2 separate regions of the Triticum aestivum genome follow, and region 1 is linked to region 2. A link is a contact called in public Hi-C data. All regions are on one chromosome and are shown on one strand. The core of a region is the stretch at or near the end of the contact, and the rest is flanking DNA. Distances in the headings are between cores, read along the strand shown.

Region 1 (2,700 bases), core at 169-2,668, 230 kb before region 2:
AGCCTATAAAAATAGGCTGTTGATAGCTTGTTATCCAGTGCCACTGGCTTCCTAATGTCCGGCGTATTAGGGGTTGGGGAGATGCTAACCAGGAGATCAATCAGTGTGTCCAGCTCCCGCGACGCGATGTAGGACATATTGGGATGTAATTGTATCATCCAGTGGCCGTTGACGTACTGTGAAGCGACAGTGCAGTACCTGGCTTTGGAGAATGTAAAAAGGGTCGGAAAGGACTGAGAAAGTCGGCCATTTTCCATCCAATGGTCAAACCAGAAAGACACCGTCTTGCCATCTCCGAGCTCACACCTGGTTGACTGAATAACTAGCTCCGGAGAGGATTTGAAGCATCGCCATATGGCGGTATCTGCATTATGTACTGTAAGTGGCAGTTCTGTACGACAATATGTTGACGCGAACCACTGGTAGCACGGTACGTTGCTGGATTGTAGTATCTTCGTCATTGCTTTGCATATCATTGCCCTGTTGTGTGCTCCGAGATCCCGTACTCCCAATCCTCCGTTCTATTGCGGCATAGTCACATAGTCCCATGCCACAAGACACTGTCCTCCCTTTGCTTGGTTCTTTCCTTGCCATAAGAAACCCCTTATGATCTGCTCAAGCTGTTGTATAGACTGTTTTGGCCATAGTAAGCAGCCCATGAAGTAGCTGGGTATCGTCGCTAGAACGGCATTAATCAAAGTGAGCCGTCCCCCCATGATAGGCCAACCAACCTGACAAACGTTTGTCTACTTTGTGAATAACAGGAATTAGCAGTCCGTGGGTAATCTTGTGTGCAGATAGGGGTAATCCCAGGTAGGTGCATGGGAAGGCAGAAGACTGACATTGTAACACTTGTTCAATCTGTTGGAGAGAATGAGGGCAAGTTTGAGTGAGGGGAGTCAAAAACTCAGATTTACTAAAGTTTTGGGTTTAGGGGATCTGCTAGTTTGCTGCCCTAAATATTACTTTTACTCCAAGTTTGAGCTTTAGGGGATCTGTTAGAGATACCCTTAGTGTATCAATTGTGCATTTAACTCATAAGGTGTTTTTTTAGGATTTTTCTAAAATCTGACGTCAAATTTTTAAGAATTATATTATCACGTCATGACAATTGTCATGCCGCTTTACTACAATTTGCCATAATAAAAAGTTTGATTTTAATCTGACGTCAGATTTTAACATTGTCGTTTTTTTCAAGTCACGAGCCGGTTTCTCGTGAAGTCATGGGCCTTCGTTTGGGCCTTCTCGATAAAGAAAAGTCGAGAGAAATGCTCGGTTTCCTTTTCCACTCCGGCGAAAATATCTCCGCTGCAAGCGATTTGCACCACACAGGTGTCCAATGGCCAGCGCGCGGCGCCCACCGCACCGTTTAAGCGGCTGTCCGTCCCTCTATCTATATATGGCGACGAGAGGAGAAATGTGGGGGGACGAGGTCGAGCTTCTGGGTGTGAGGTAGCCGTGTGTTCATTTTCCCCACCGTCCGCAACCACGAGTGTGAGCGGAGGGTTGAAGGCCGGTTGCCGTGGTGTGCCGATGGTGAGCATTGCGCACCGGGGCGCACGCTGGCAGCCCACACGGTGGCGCCGCACGTCCAGACGCGGCCAGGGTGTGGCCAGTAGGTCGCCTCGGCCCGCACCGGCGCCGGTGGCCGGAGCGCCGAGGTGGAGACGGCAGCCGCGCCGCGCGCACGACGAGCCCGAGAGCAAGCGTAACGCTGCCCGGCGCGCGCGCGCGCTAGAAGGCCTAGCGAGCCCGCCCAGTTCGTGGCCTCTCTGCCGCGGTCTTGCGGCAAGCGCGCCAGACCTCGCTCGCTCGTTCGTGGCGTCCGCAGGTAAACGGAAAAGGCCGTACAGGCCGGATCCTCTCCTCCTACAACGGGCTGAATCACAATGGCACTGCTCTCTCGTACTAGGAAGTTCTGGGCCGATTGTGATGGCTCGGAGCTGGCCCAGAGCCCCCTTCCAGGCGACCTCGATAGAAAAATCCCCATGCCTCGTCCTCTCCCGTGCAACCGCAACAGACAAGGCACGCCGCGTAAGCTTTCCCCGCTGCAAAAGCTCACCGTGCCGCATAAACAACTGACCTCGCAGGCGAAAAAGAAAGCGCGTGCGTACGCCCTCCTCACCCGGGGCGTCGACAGCGAGGCCGCCGACCTCCCCGGGGGGAAATATCCCGGTCGACCACGGCCACTGTAGACGCATCGCATCACGAGGGCTCGCCACGCGGCCAGCCAACTTGGCGCGCTTTCCGCGCGGAGGCGGCGGTCAATGGCCGCCCGGTCCCGCCCGGCTGGCGCAAAGCGACGCCGGCAACCTGCAATAAGATAAGCGGCTACTTGTTCGACCCTTCCAGAACCATCGCCCCCCTCCGGGCCTTCCAGAACGCTCCCCCGCCACGTCACAGGATAAGCCCCTCGGATGGTTCCAATCCTTCCAGAACCGTCTCGATCTTTCGGAATTGGAAGCCCGGGTGGGGTTGGTACGGGCTGTATAAATGGGCGGTGACCGTGCGCCTCTTCTGACGAGCTCGCTCAAGCGCCTCAAGTACGAAGCCTAGAGGGATAGTACTGTACTTTCCTCTCCCTTCTTCTCCGTCTGCGGTCTGGTCTGGTCTGCTCTGCTTCTTCTCTCTCCGTCCTTGTTGCTTCTCTCTTCTTGTACTCTCCGATTTTACATTTGGCCTCCTCCAACCCTCCTCTTG
Region 2 (2,700 bases), core at 115-2,614:
ACAAGAAACATTACTTTTATGTTATCTCCGCCTCCTCGATCAATGACATTCTTATACTGCTTGAATAGGCTGGTTGCTATATTACGCGACGAGCGAAAGTCCTCGTCCGATGAAGCATTAACATGAAATCGATGCTGCGCCCAACACAATGGTTCAAACGTAAACAAATTGTGATTGAGTATTCAGAAAAATAGGAGGTCAGTGGAAAAGCATACCGTACCAGCCAGTGCCGTGTAGTTCTCTCATTTAAGCTTCTCTGAAGATAATGGCTGACTCTGGTAAAGTTAACTCTGAAGCTAGAAACAATGTGTGGCTTCTGTACATGATGGCCTTCGACGGAACTACAAACCGTATTGCAGCCTAACAAGTTGTTAAATGGACTGGCGGTGCTTTTCGGGAATGATTTCGGCTCTTGGTAAGCTCCAGGATTCACGAACAGAAGAGGACCATGTAGCGTCGGCATGGCTGGACGCTCATCAAGCTGCGGCAAGCTGCTCACGCATTTCTCCAGCAACAGGAGGGAATTTCAGTCTACATCAGAGAATGCTTTGATCAGCCACGGATAAGGCCTCAGGGCTCCAAATCCGTTATATCTTGGTAGGAAATTACAACAGAAAATTGCTAGTGCCGTACAACAGAATGATCCTCTCTATTCCTCCTAACAACATACTGAATTTAAAGTTGAAATTTTACAAGCTAGCGCAACACTCTAACATACTGCTCCATCATAATATATGGATTGCCATGTTGATGTGGTGCTAAACCAGATGACGACTGTACATTACTGCGCCACACCTAGTGATTGCTTAGTACTCCCTCCGTAAAGAAATATAAGAGCATTTAGATCACTAAAGTTTACAGAGGGAGTATTATACTAGGATATGCATAACCAAGATGGACATCATGCATCAAGTTGTATAAATCAGTAGCTCATAGATGGCCCACGCACAAATTCGGCCATTTCTGGACCGCCGACAACCCAGCTTGGTAAAAATCTTGGAAAGGACACGGAACTGAAGATTCTTCCAGAGACCAGAAATCCCAACCCCAAACAGCCAAATACTCCACATGCCGGATCGGACAGACACAGATAATCAATCCGTTAAACCGGAACTAACTAAAGTGACAGAGAATTAAAGGGTGGCAGGCGAGCAACCATTACCGCCGGAGGAGGCGGGGAGCGGCCGGAAGCTGGCAGAGAATCCGCAGGAAGACGGAGAAGGGGATTGTGTGGTGAGGAGGTGAAAATAAAAACACCGTGGAGGGTTTGCTTGTTAAAAGAAGGGCGACGGAAATGCTGCGGAGAAGGGAGGGGAAAATTCAGGGGCCACGAGAAAAAACGACTGGCGAGGCGAGCGGCGACGTGGACCCCGCGGAGAGCAGCCCATCGCCCTCGATGAATCTGTTTTTAGTCGTGGCCCGTTCGTAGCCCAGGAGATGCTATTTGTTGGTCCACGAATAAATCCGTTTGGATGTTCTCCACAACAACAAAAAAACCTCCGTTTACATTTTCTTTACGTTGATAAGTGCGACGCGTGTGGCATGAAGCAATTTCAGTCTGACGTTGTTTGATATCAAATTTAGTTGCCCGAAGATGGCAACTTTAGTTAGCATGGCAACTTTCTGTTTGGATGGTAAGTTTCAGTTTTTTTGGGGTTTTTTAATGACAATTTTAGTTATAAATAAAAACGTCAGGACGGTGTTACTTCGTGCCACACATGTAACACTTATCATTTGTTCTTTTAGGGTATAACTAAACTTTATTAATTGTAGTCCACATAAAGTGGTATAAAAGGGGATCATGATGGATCAACCAAAGGTGCCGCCCCTGATCAAGAGAGTTTGAAAACTTATCTAACCAATCTGCGTTAGTGTTTGATCCGTAACCTTTAAAAATAAACTTGCAATTAACTAAACTAGCTCGCTGCTTTATCTTTGTTTACATCTAAAATAAAAGATTGAGCACACCACAAACAATACAGGATCATATTTTCTGTACTAGCGTTTTTATTTTTGCAATGCTTTTATTTGAAATGAGGCAAAAGATAAGAGAGTGGTCCGGTTAATTAGAGAAAAACCGAGTAAAAACTTAAATTACAAACCCCATATAGGACACTTATAGACGACCTTTTTTCAAAAGGGACGCTTTATTACTTAAAAGATTTAAGCATTACACCCGGTCTCTGCATAACTTAGATGCACATAGCCAAACAAGGTCCTCTTGCACAAACAAACAATAAAAAAAGCAAAATACAAAGAAACATGAATAGTCCGTATAACGCCTAGAGCGGAGGGGGCCACTCCTAACACTATCAGGGAAAACCTTATACATAGAATTTTAGCAGTAGCGCTTGTTAAAAAAGGGCGCTACTGCTAAATAGCAGTAGCGCGTGCAGGATAAACGCGCTGCAGACACAAACGTAGCAGTAGCGCGTCTACTTTTAAAAGCGCTACTACTAAAATTCTCAGTACTAAGCCGATAGGCTACATATGGTAGTAGCGGTCTTCTAGAAAGAGCGCTACCACTAAGTTTATTTTAGCAGCGCGTTTGCTGAGAAACGCGCTACTGCTAATGAAAAGAAAAATAAATGAAAAACAAATAGAAAAGTAAATGAAAATGAAAGAAATAAAAAAAGAGAAAGAAAAAAATAAAATGTAAAGAAAAATAAATGAAAAAGGAAAAAGGAGAAAGGAATAGCA

Evidence for each region. Hi-C and Micro-C count contacts between places; a contact is called where the count stands out from the background.
Region 1: a Hi-C map of leaf shows a contact between it and region 2, with 2.7 times the contacts expected there. The contact joins the promoter of LOC123122798 here to the promoter of LOC123122795 in region 2. A contact is called at or near these places in 1 of 5 Hi-C or Micro-C datasets (leaf) and 1 of 1 datasets of contacts at active chromatin or transcription factors (leaf).

Annotation. Positions count from the first base shown.
Region 1 is chr5D:464,347,066-464,349,765 of IWGSC CS RefSeq v2.1, reverse strand. It overlaps LOC123122798 (heat stress transcription factor A-2a), which reads left to right and starts at 1,418. Exons shown (of 3, transcript XM_044543141.1): 1 at 1,418-1,831.
Region 2 is chr5D:464,115,724-464,118,423 of IWGSC CS RefSeq v2.1, reverse strand. LOC123122795 reads right to left here and starts at 1,364. Exons shown (of 7, transcript XM_044543133.1): 1 at 1,163-1,364; 2 at 221-531; 3 at 15-134. The coding sequence starts at 463.